Linked DNA regions of Mus musculus: all the other regions are linked to region 3. A link is a contact called in public Hi-C data. All regions are on one chromosome and are shown on one strand. The core of a region is the stretch at or near the end of the contact, and the rest is flanking DNA. Distances in the headings are between cores, read along the strand shown. Region 1 overlaps Hcn1 (hyperpolarization activated cyclic nucleotide gated potassium channel 1). Region 2 holds the start of Hcn1 (hyperpolarization activated cyclic nucleotide gated potassium channel 1). Region 3 overlaps Hcn1 (hyperpolarization activated cyclic nucleotide gated potassium channel 1).

The links. A called contact is a pair of places that touch in the nucleus more often than the background predicts.
Region 1: a Hi-C map of rod photoreceptor shows a contact between it and region 3, with 1.5 times the contacts expected there. The contact joins two enhancer-like sites. A contact is called at or near these places in 2 of 484 Hi-C or Micro-C datasets (brain and rod photoreceptor).
Region 2: a Hi-C map of rod photoreceptor shows a contact between it and region 3, with 2.1 times the contacts expected there. The contact joins the promoter of Hcn1 here to the enhancer-like site in region 3. A contact is called at or near these places in 6 of 39 promoter capture datasets (the HPC-7 cell line, embryonic stem cells, liver and 3 more), 2 of 484 Hi-C or Micro-C datasets (brain and rod photoreceptor), 4 of 115 datasets of contacts at active chromatin or transcription factors (PVALB interneurons, forebrain, neural progenitor cells and 1 more) and 1 of 9 other capture datasets (embryonic stem cells).

The regions. Positions count from the first base shown.
Region 1 is chr13:117,657,220-117,661,424 of GRCm38.p6, reverse strand. The region is part of intron 2 of Hcn1 (hyperpolarization activated cyclic nucleotide gated potassium channel 1); the gene reads right to left. Among named protein-coding and RNA genes, the nearest start is that of Hcn1, 57 kb to the right of the region's middle. Within about 2 kb of position 2,459, at least 28 of the 459 cell types and tissues checked have an H3K27ac peak or open chromatin away from gene starts, as enhancers often do. A contact at or near this core is called in rod photoreceptor, where this site is marked.
Region 2 is chr13:117,599,578-117,603,697 of GRCm38.p6, reverse strand. It overlaps Hcn1 (hyperpolarization activated cyclic nucleotide gated potassium channel 1), which reads right to left and starts at 1,378. Exons shown (of 8, transcript NM_010408.3): 1 at 603-1,378. The coding sequence starts at 994.
Region 3 is chr13:117,924,333-117,928,317 of GRCm38.p6, reverse strand. It overlaps Hcn1 (hyperpolarization activated cyclic nucleotide gated potassium channel 1), which reads right to left. Exons shown (of 8, transcript NM_010408.3): 6 at 2,534-2,774. Among named protein-coding and RNA genes, the nearest start is that of Gm3474, 33 kb to the left of the region's middle. Within about 2 kb of position 1,272, at least 1 of the 459 cell types and tissues checked has an H3K27ac peak or open chromatin away from gene starts, as enhancers often do. A contact at or near this core is called in rod photoreceptor, where this site is marked.

The DNA of each region.
Region 1 (4,205 bases), core at 1,210-3,709, 270 kb after region 3:
GACGGGTAACAGCAAGTCTCTCTATGTTCTAGGCTGAGGAAATTCTAGGCCAACATTTCATTTGCTTATGACAAGACTTGAAGTTTTATGTGTTTTCTAAAAACAGAAGTGCTTAAAATATATTGAAAATTTTTAATAGGCAGATAATTTATAGCAAGAGTTAGGTTTTAATCGGTACCAAATAACATGCTAAAATTAAACAAAATTCGAAATCAAATTTTGCCTTAGCTCCCTTTAAGACTGTCTTGTTAACCATTCTGTGCTTCTGTCCATAATTGGTAGATAAATCTCTCTATGTGATCCAACACCACAATCTAGTATTGACTAGTAGAAAAACATCATAACATGCTAAATTTATCCTTCTGCAACTGCTCTATCTAAAATGTTCATAGCTACAAGCCTCCCTTCCTGCCTCAGAGTGCATTTACTTCATTGTAATATGCCCAAAATCCTCACTAGAGAAGCAGGGGAGATAGGAAATGAGGAATAAATAAAGTGTGATGTATACCAGAGAGTTGTGGTTACTAAATAATCATGCATTGAACTACATCTTTTACATCACTCATGAAGGAATGCCCAGCTTAGTTGGGACACTTAAGCCTACAGTCTATAAGAGAAAGTATTTTTCATCAAATGTTATTTGTCATTCAGTTATTTCTATGTTGGGGTTTTACTACACTGCTAAGGCTGGCCTGTAACTCATGGTTTCCTCCTGTCTTAATATCCCAAGTAGCTCTGGGATTGCAGTCCCACTACATAGTAACCATAATCAAGGTGATGTTTATACTTTCAACTAATATTGTATAAGACTGTAAAAAGGTTCAAGGGCCATCTCCCTTTGACAAAAAGACTGAGGTCAACAGACAGGTCACTTGAGGTTTTGAGAACCCTTTACTTTTATACAGTGAATAATCCCCAGTTTGCTAAGCTTTTAATCTGGTCTTTATCTCTTTAGAGGTTTGTGATCGTCACAAATTGTTAATAATGCTCCATTTAATTTTCAAGGATTTCCTCACCATATGTGTCTTTTTGGAGGGTCATATAGAATTGTTTTCCCTGTATTAGATTATAAAACATAGATCAGACCTGGAGGTCTGGCATACTTGAAATGAGAAAAGTGATGTCACTTAATTAAAAGAATGAGTTTTCAAAACAAAAATAAAAGAACCCATTTATGTTATGCTAATTATTGAAATTTTATACCCAATGGAAAGATTATACTAAGGGAAAATTTTCTAGGCTAATTTACCTAAATTTCTTCAGATTTTCATATCACCAGACAACATATAACAAAACTTTAACCTAGTTTCAATGAGCTTGGTGTTTACACCATAAATCATTGAACTTACAAATTGACTTAAGAGTGTAACTTCACCCTTTATACATTAATCCCAGGACATTTCATAAATTGATGATCCCCACCAAACATTTCCTTTTACACATTTACCTGTAGCACTGTTGGACCATAGGGAGTAAATTTTAAACTTCCTGCATCTCATTCATAAGATTTCTCTAATTTATCTAGTTTCGGAACATCTTGTATTTTAGTTGAACTAATCCAGGCTGTGGGTGGAAAAACTGCATCTCTAAAGCTGAACGCTGTTCCCTATAGCAGGCAGCTGCTTTCATTGCGAATGATTCATTTAGAACAGTGGCAGCTTCCAGACTTCACACGCGACTTCCCCAAGTATGCTGAATTTAGCATGAGCCAGCCTGGTACTAAAACGCTCGAGCTCAAAGACATGTGGGTGAACTCTTATCTTCCTCTGCAGTCTTAATCCAACAGCTCATACAGCTACTTCTAATGATTAACTTGTATTTCTACTTGTAAATGCATCCTGATGGCATTTATAAGAGTCAAGTGGAGATGTGCCAATTTGGGAGCCATTCAAGGGTTCTTTTGTTTGTTTGTCTTTTGGTTTTGGTTTTGGGGTGTGTGTGTGTGTGTGTGTGTGTGTGTGTGTGTGTGTATAAGAGAGAGACAGAGACAGAGACAGAGACAGAGACAGACAGGGAGACAGAGAGATTATGTTTTAAATTTGTAGGTGGAATAAATGAATTTATATTAAATTATCTAGTGTGATTTCATTTCTTAGTCTTCAGCAAGAATATTGCTAGCAGTCATTAAACATTCATGATATATATTATTATATGGGTGTATCATATAACCAAGAAAACATTCTTCAGCTAAATGAGCTTCTGATTCATTTATTACCAAGGTCATTTATTTATAAGAAAGATCTTGCCAACTCACAACGCTGCCCTGAATGTGTGTGGTTAGCAAATCTCTCTAAGTGCATATTAAATTGCATTTCACAATGATGATGTCAGACAGCTGATGTTTCTGAATGATATCACGGGCACCTTTAAAAATCCTGTCGTGCTGAGCAGATCTAGGTACTGGTGACCATGCCGGGAACAGAAAATATCGGTGTTAAAGAGTGTCCTCTCTGACCACATGCTCTGTCACTTTATCTGATCGGACGCCATCTGCTCATCCGGCTGCCATTCTCTGGGATAACTGGGCTAAAGCCGAAAGCCATTAAAAATAGTCACACTGTCTCTTGTATTTTTAATTGACCGGGCAGCTCTATCCATGACTTTTCTCTCACTGACTGTTCGTCAAAATGGTATTGTGGCCTTGCTTTAAGAGTTAATGTTTGGTTCAAAGATGTCACGATGAGCACTTGCTCCGGGAAGAAAATCACCATTTAGCTCCTTAGACAAGCTGTCAAATGGTGAGCTTAGTGTGTACAGAAGCACAAGCCACAGTGAGAACTGCACAGTTTTACAGGTTAACAACATGGCTCTGGAGTCAGATTGCCAAGACAGGAATACCACCACCACCACCACCACCACAACCACCATCACCACCACCCCCTGCCAGCTCCACCTCTTGCCAGCCGCTTACACCTGGTAAGGAACCATAACGTGTTTCACCGTCGTCATCTGATAACAGCAATAGACTCTATCTCCTCAGCTTTTAGAGAAGATTCAGGGAGTTCATTTGCACAACAGATCAAAAACTGCTCATCAGTTAAGTCAAGGCCCCCAATAGAAATTGGGGGTATTATCAAAAATCATCTTGGACTGGTATTTTGAGATTCGTGAAAGGGCTTCGAGAAGTGAATATTGATTTTCATTTCTATGTGCGCGCGCTATGCAGAAAGGTTACAAGTGCATCCAGTTTCTCCTGTAGACTTCATTTTTTAATATATTCCAGTTTCATATTTTAAGAATGATCCATGTTGTGGCTTTCATCAGTGTTGTGTGCAGGGTTTTATTACTGTGTGTCATTTCCTAAAATCCTGTGAACCAAAATGTCGTTGACAAGCCTCCACAAAAACATTCCTACAGCTGCCCAGAAAGCAAACAAAACTTCCATTTTACGGATTCTACAAAATATAAACCAGCATTTCTGTAGGAGTAAACCAATAATCTAGAATCAGTGGAGTGCTTTCATTAGTGCTCCATTGAGTACTCTGGAGGTCTTTTGACTTTCATTCTTATGCAGACAATCAAATCCAGTTTATAATTAATACAAAGGGCTGTGCTTATGAAGGAAAAAAAGCCAAAAAAAAGAAAGAAAAAAAAAAGAAAAGAAAAAGTAAATATACTAGCTGTGGAAAGAGGTACTCATTTGCTTGATGGTGGTATATTTAACTCCGGCCTTTGGAAACTTGAGTTGGCAGGGCTCTTTCACCATTCCACCCACTGTCTAAGAACAGCAGATGCCCTATTCAGCAGCAACGAGGTCTGACTGGCTAGAATCATTGGAATGATTCCTTTGTGTTTCCTAGTTAGTTATTTCCTTCCTACATATTCTGTGTTTTCACTATTATGAAATGAACTAATTGGGAGAAAAATCTAATAAAACTGTAGGGAGACAAAACAATGAACAAATTTAGTATGCTGAATTCAAACCTAAATTTATAGAATTTAGAGATAACCAAGAGGACAATATATTTTCCTCAAACGTAAAGTCACTGAAATCCCAATATTGTTAGAAACATATTTTAGCATCTTTTATACATGATAATATAGTAGATTACCAATAATACCCTATAGATCTTTATCAAAGATATATATGACATATTTTTCTTAAACAGAATCTTCTAAGGCATAAGAAAAGTCACAGTGACTAGAATAACAATATGTCAGTTAAAGTGTATTTGCATAAAATATAGTCAATAGAATGTTTGATA
Region 2 (4,120 bases), core at 129-2,628, 320 kb after region 3:
TCTCAAGTCAGAGACTGACTACCCAAGCGCAAGTGCCCTTCCTGTGCCTGCCAGCCACTGATCTGGAGAAATTCAGTGGTGACAGGGGTGCCTATAAGCATAAGAACAACAGATTAACACTCCCAGGGGCGAGAGTGGCAGGAACAGCTAGGACCTGTGAGTCACTGTCTCCAGTTTCCTCATCTCCGGGATCCCAGAAGCATCTTTTTTCATTTCTTTGGGGAACTGCTCTTAGCAAGGATACCTGTCTCGTCCTAACATTACCAAACTAAAAGTTTCCCTAGTGCAACTTAACAACCTCCCGTCCACGGGTCACGGTGGCCTTCTTCCCTCCTCTGCTGTCCCCAAAGTTCACCAGGCAAAGGAGAAGAGCCTCCCTGGCGCTCCGGGGAGAAGAAACTCCCTACCCTAAACCTGTCGTCGGTGGAAACTAGTTGGAAGAGTGGAGTATGGCCAGTCTAAGTAGAAGCCTCCAGCATCGCCGCCCCGCCTGCCCCGCACCCCCACTGTGAATCCCCGGGGCGCACCTTCCCAGAGGCAGGATAGGATGCTGGAAGGCGCGTCAGGGGGAGCAGGGTGGGGCGGCTCCAGGGAGTCCTCACCTGAAGTCACTGTACGGATGGATAATCCAGAAGCCTGCAGTTTTAACCCTTTCCTGCTCCTTCTCCACCGCCTTCTGGCTCCCAAACATGCGGAGGGAGAATTTGTTGACCCCAGGCTGCAGCATGGAGGTGAACTGCCTCTGCATGAAACCATACTGCCGCCGGGGCCCCTCGGCATCCTCGAAGCTGCCCGCCGGCTCCTCTCCTCCGCCGCCGTCCACCTTGAAGCACACGGAGTTGCCATGTTCCTTCCCGGCCGCGCCGCCCCCCGGCGGGGTCCCCAGGCGCTTGTCGGCCGCCACCGGCCCCGTCGCGGGCGCCTTGGAGGGGAAGACGCTGTTGCCATCGTCGCGGCTGTTGGACGCGGAGTTGGGTTTGCCGCCGCCTTCCATGCCCGGAGGACGCGACCGGCGACGGCGCGGGCTCCAGACTCGCCGGGGGCTCGAAGCCAAGGAGCAGGGGCCGGAGCCGGCTGCCCGTCGCGGCGGCAGCGGCGGCGGCGGCTACTGCTTCCCGCCCGCCCGCTGCTCCGCTGCGCGCCTGGCTCCCGCCGCCGCCGCTGCCCTCAGTGGCTGCGCTGCCGGCTCTGCCGCGCTCCGGGCTCCGCCGCGCCTGGTACTGAGGCTGAGGCTGAGGCTGCGGGCGCGGGGCGAGGCTCCTCCGCTCGGCACCCGCGCGCCAGCGCCGCCCCTCGGCTGCCCCCTGCTGGCCGCAGACCGCCTCTACCCGCGCGCGCCCCGCCGCTCGCCTGTGCCACTTCTGCCCAGCGTGACATTGAACTCCTGAGCCCGCCCCGGACGCGTATTTGTACGTTTGGAGGGAGGCTCTCTGGATGTGGGTTTGCAAAAGTGGGAGGGCAGAAAAGGGAAGGAGGGGGAGGAAAAGGGGAGGAGGGAAACGACAGAGGGAAGGAGAGATGGAAGGAGGGAGGCAGGGGGGGAGAAGGGAAAGACAGACAGACAGACAGACAGACAGACAGAGACTGAGAGAGAGCTGAACTAGCAAATTGCGTTAATTCAGAACAAAACTCCACCTAAAACACCAGAGACACTGAACGCCTGTTGGAATGATGTTACAAATAGAGAAAGGGGGTCAGGTTAATTCTGCACACTATCAATCCACTTGTAAAGCTAGGTGAAGATAAAATCAAGGAGACACGCTGAAAAAGGCATGTCGTGGAAAAGAGGGAGAGAGGGACAGAAGAGAGAAGCAAGAAGACAAGAGGGAAAAATGAAAGATGGGGGCGGGGAGGGGCACACAACTAGCAAATAGATCTTTGTAGCCCTGGATAATCAGCTGCCTGGAGCTTTTCAGATTAAGGATCTGTACCTAGGGACAGACAACTGACCTCCTTCTACTTATCCTGTTTATTCTCACACAGCTCCTTAAACGGGAATGGGGTTCCTTCCTAGGAAGGCCACTAACATCAACACACATGTGAGCAAATTTATTGGCCAGTCCTGCTGGAAAGAAAAGAAAAAAATGTGTAAGAGATAAGTGGCCTAAGATGACCTTCCTTTTAAGATAAGTTATACAATCAATAACCACACAGAGAGATAAATATGCCGCACTGTGTTCAGCAACACCAGGCTCAGAGGTCGAGATAACTTGGAATCCAGTCAGGATGCCATGAAGTATTCTCTGGTGAAGTTGACCACGTGCGACTGATGCTGAGGACAGCGATCTCAGATTTCTCTTGTTCCCTTGGTGTCTCCCCAACCCACTGGATTAGCTAATGGAAGCAAAATGTGCTGCCAAAGTTACCATTCACTCAGCAGGGCATCTTGGAAGTCTGAAGAGTTTCGAGACTATAAGCAGCCCAGAACATCTGTTCAAGATACCAGCAAGCATTACCTCCATGCCCACAGCCTCTTCAAAGCCAAGCTCACCCAGCCAAGACATAGATAGATCCTCTGATTTACTGTTTGCTAAGGTCGCATGGGAGAGAAGAGACACTTCGGGAAGAGATTCTTTGTCAGAGTGCCAACCTGTGGCACAAGATGAAAAAAAAAAACAGGTGAGGCCAATCACTTTGGGTTTTGTTCTGTTTTGTACTCGGGGAAAACCTGAAATCTGTGATGAAGCCAAGAAACAAGAGAAGCAAGAACAAGAAAGTTCATGAGTTTTCAGAGAAGCCAAGGAAGGAATAGAGAACAGTAGGTCACACAGTATCTGCTTTCAGCCAATCCAAACACACTCTCACAAAATAAATTTATATGGTCAAAATGTTATGATCAGTGATAGGGAAATAGTGGTATAGCATTCTGATCTAGCAGCATAGTGACCTTGGAAACCACAGGTCAGAGGATGATATTCGATGGCAGAGGCAGAGATAACAAGGATGAACAAAACCAAACGCCCTCAAATGGTACAGTATTCAGTCCCACTTTTTAATCATTAAACTGAAAACATTTCTCTACTTTTTCCCATTCTGTATGCCTCCTGATTACCTCTATTTTCAGTGTGAAAATGTATATTTTAACATAAATTTTAAGTTTTATAATAATGTAAAAAAGGACCACCTAGGATGTAATGCTGTCTTGATAAGTTATTCATTCATTCATTCATTCATTCATTCATTTAACAAACCCTTGTCTTTGTTCTATTTCAACTTGTTCGTGATCATGAACAGGCAGTTACTTCAGTAAACTTTCCCTGAGTGTCACTGTCTGTGCTCAGTATGACAGAACTGCTGATGAAAACAAAATCTTATAATGGAACTTGAAGCACAGCTCAAAAGGAGCAGAAGCCATTTGCTGCTCCGAGTACAACTTCAACAGTGTATTTTATACATTATAATTATTAAAACATACATTTTAAACTGATGATGTGTGTGTTACATCAGTCTATACGAACTTAACACCAATATACAAAGTCAGTCTGTTGGTTTCACACAAGTGGTGCTGATCTACAGCTGTTTAGAATGTAGGCCCCTTGCGAAAAGCTTCCTTGGGGAGACATAAAACTTGAAAGACTGGGGTAGAATAAACACAGTGAAAGAATGAGAATAATGAGAGCACAAGAAACAAAGTGAGACATAAAGTTCTGAAACCATAGGAATCTCTTGACAGGTTTCTGTCGCAAACACTCTTGAGCTGAAATCCATTAAGCTAACTGTGGTTCTTAAAGTCGCCTTGGAGGGGGGGATTAGAATTATGCTGACTCTGCCGTACATTATCTGTGAAGTGTCTTCTTATACTTCGAAAGAACTTGATATCTGAGGACCTATCGGAGATTATCAATGATGAGTTTATTTCAGGAGAGTCTGCCATTGGTTGTAATGACTGGTGTTCTGTGTGTATTAGTATTGTAAGGCTTTTAAAAACCTCCCCTGTCTCCTTTAATACTCTGCTTAAGATCAAATTGCAGACAGCAGCAGAAGATTAATATGAATCTAAAATAAAATCTCCATGCAGCCGACTCAAGCACATGTGAAATGAAACAAAAAGATAGATGGGTGAGTTGAAATCTGATGACTTCTTAGAAAATTCTGAGAGGAACTTGGAGGTCTATGGGCT
Region 3 (3,985 bases), core at 23-2,522:
ATAGTGTTATCCCTGGACTGGTGGTCTTAGGTTCTATAAGAAGAGGCTGAACAAGCCATATAGAGCAAGCCAGTAAGCAACACCCTTTCATGGCCTCTGCATCAGCTCCTGCCTCCAAGTTTCTACACTGTTTTGAGTTCCTGTGGAAGTGTAAGTCAAATAAATCCTTCCCTCCCCAACATGCTTTTTGATCATGGTGTTTCACCACAGCAATAGAAACCCAAAGACATTGGGTGATATGCAGAGTGTGACAAACAACTGTAAGTATGTTACAACTGTGTGGCACAGTGTCTCTGAGAGGGCTTGGAAGTCCGTGGAAACTGTAAGAATGAAGGCAAAGTATATACATACAACGATACTCTAGCTTTTAAATGTAATTATATCTGTGTACCTAAATTGAACACAAATTTACAAGGGACATGGTATCTTGGCTATTAAATGAAGAACTACAAGTAGAATAGAACTGAATAGGATTGAACTAGACTGTTCTACATAGTAACTCATTTTTGCTTTATATAGATGCAGATGGTTACATAAACAAATGCATATACATTTGCAGAATAGTGTTGTCTTTGTGCACATACACACACACACGTGTGTGTTCACCCACAAGTAGATATGTGCAGTAGTGCTTTATTTAGCTAAGAAATGTTGGATGCTATGCTAGAAAGGTAGCTTGGACATTCTTAGTGACAAAATCCTGATTTAATACACCAGCAACCAATGAATGAAGGACTCTTTGGGCATATGGAGAACTCTAAACTGAAAGGACACTATCCACCAAGAGCCTTTTGCACACTGAACAGAAAACAAAACAATCCTAGTAAAGAGCAAGTCAATAAAACCCCACTTTAAGGGGCTCATAGGTGGCATGTGATGGAACCTCTGAACAATGTGAGCCCTAAAGTAATTAGGTTATATCTCGTATGCGGATATAAAAAGCTAATAAATAAGGAATGGGAGAAAAGAAAGTTCTGCATAGAATAACCCAATTGTGTCAGACACCAACAGTAGTAATTTGTGCAGCTCCGTGAGCATTAGATGCACAGAGGAGAGTGGAGTTTTATTATCAGGCTCTTCCTCACAAAACACATTACTACAATCTAATTTGCCAACCGGCAAGTTTCAAGAGGCTCTAGGACCAAATATTGAAAATGCTCATGAGGTTCATGAAGTTTAAGACACAAAGCTTAAGAAGCTCTTTGCAGAGGAGGAAATACAAACCAGGGAGAAGGTAAGAACGGGGAAGATTTGGATTAAGTGGAATTTACTTGCCTAAAAGATTAGCAAAAGCTTATATCCAACATGCTGCAGAAGGCCATATAAATCACCACAGTCACAAATATATAGTTGTGTCTCACTTGTGGACAAAGATGCAACATCACTAAGTCATATAACAGGAACAATTATTTCTATACTGGGCATGATCTTATGTCTCATCACCGTAACCTTCGCTGCTAGGCTGGGTTCACCAGTGGTTGAACCCATCCTGACATAGTCTTTGAAGAAACTTTGTTCATGATACTTAATACAGCTGTAGTGACAACGCTTGTCAATTTAACACAAACACCATCTACACTCATTTACTTCGTTTATTCATTTATACTCATTTGAGGGGGATGTGTGCAAAGGTTCATGTGTGGTGCTCAGGGGACAGAAGAGTCAATTCTCTTCCTCTACCTTGTGGATTTTAGGGGCCCAAGTTAGGTTAGCCATCTTGGCAGCAAGTGCCTTTACCTGCTATTCCATCTTGCTGGCCCCACCAATCCAGTCTTAATTATGGTGTGCTTTAACATTTTCAACTTTTTTTCCAGCATAGGTATTACCCAGTCATTTTATAATCACACACTCTGCTGAACATGAACTTTGAGAAACATGATCTTTATAGTAGCCATGTTATAAATAAACCAAATACTCAGCCCTTTCAGCAGCATAAGCGGCTGCCCAAGCATGGGGTAGCCATCTCTCCTTTGCCTAGTGCTGCCAGTGACACCTCGGATTTAGTCAATTATATGTGAGCAACAATAATGGTGGTAATTTTTAGCAATAAATCTAAAGACAGACTTGTAGGCTTTCCTGCTTGATTCTCTACACCCACAACTCGTTAAAAAGTCAACGAAGAAAGTTTCTTCTTGTGTATAGTATATTAAAGGAACATAGAAAAATAAGAAAAACTCAAAATCTTATTAGAGCAGTATAGGAAACACTTGTAACTGCTAGAGAAAGAGTCATCCAATACTCTGGGGATGTTTGAATGAGAAAAAAAAAGTGCGGTTCTGTATGTTTTCAGCCAGTGTTAACTGGTTCCACATAAAATGTATGCAACTCTCCTCTCATCAATACACTCATTTATACACCTGTATGGAACTTGGCACCTTCGAATATAGATAGGTTCCAAGTGCTTCTGCCAGAACTCAAATAAAAGGTCATGTCCGAAATCACCAAACACGTGATGCCTCCAAGGCCCCCGGAGAGACATTTCAGAGACTTTGGAATTGTGTCTTCAGAGACCTTGCTCCGTGCGTTTACTAACCTCCGAAGTAAGAGCCATCTGTCAGCTTCATTTCTTTACTGGACTTGGTGATAACGCCAGCAACACCGTGCTGGATGAAATACATTTTCTTCCCCACAGCTCCTTCTCGAATGATATAGTCTCCGGGCTGGAACACCTCAAATCTCAGCTTGCTCAGCATGGCCGTCACGAAATTGGGATCGGCGTTAGCAAAAAGAGGCATAGTTGCCACCAGTTTCCGGCAGTTGAAGTTGACTATTTCCTAAAGGCAGCAAGAGTGAGCACACAGGAAGGGGGATATCAGTCAGAGCTGGGAGAAAAGTCTAAGTTCAGCATTTAAAAACATGAATGTTCAGAATAATGGCTAATTTACATTTGTGAAAAGATATATAAATTGTAACCCACATATGTCACCAATGTAATACATTTTGTTTAATTTTTAAAATTTCTTTAAAATTTCACTCGCACAGTTAGTGTAGAAAAGAAATACAATTAATATTCAATAATATTAATTAAATAATATGAGTATTAATTTTATTACCCTTATTTATATATTATTTTGCATTTGAAATTACAGCTTAAGTGTGGAATCTTAATCTTGCTCTTATGGTTTTCAATGAAAAATGTGATGTTCCATCGGACTAGGTGCAGTGTTACTTGGCCTATGTTTCACGATGCTGAGCAACCTACCTGGTGCCCCCACCAGCTGGAATTATGAAGGGAGGAGAAGACAGATGTATTCAGTTTACATTAAAATATATCATTCACATTAGAGCAAAAGAAACAGAGAAGAGATGCCACCAAAGGCAATCAGTGAAGGACTGTAGGTGAAATCTGATTTCCTCTTGGCTGGAACTGGAATCTGAATCAGAAAGAGGATAGCTCCTTTTCCTGTCTCATTGTTTGTTGTCTAAAGAGCCAGACAATCTACATGTTTGGCTCCATTTTGCAGATTTTAGCTCAGATTAGAAATATTTGTGTTTCCTTGCACTAAAATGAGAATATAGGAAATTGTGTTGTTGCATGTACTAGTATGAGGGATGGTGATGTAATGTTATCATTATGGCATTTCTTGATAACTCCTTCATGAAAGAAACTAGCATCAAGTGTCCTCTCATGAAAGATTATCAAAAAACTGGGGTTGTGTTGAATTTATAATCTTGTTTAAGAAGCTTAAAACCCAAAGTCACCTTTTCAAAGAAATGAAAGGGAGCGCAAGGGCATGTGGGCATTAACTAGATTAAAACATTTGGAGGCATTGTGTCTGAGACAAGATTCCTTGGTGCTCACAAAATTACCTGGTATCATCTTGGCATAGGTCAAAGACAATCTGATAGATAAACATAACAGGGCATTGCTCAGTTAGAAAAGAGGACAAATTCCTTTCCTTTGTCAGAACGAATATTATCGAAGATCATTATGATTAGAGTAAACTATGGACAGAAATAAATGTGTCTCATGAATTTCCTCAAA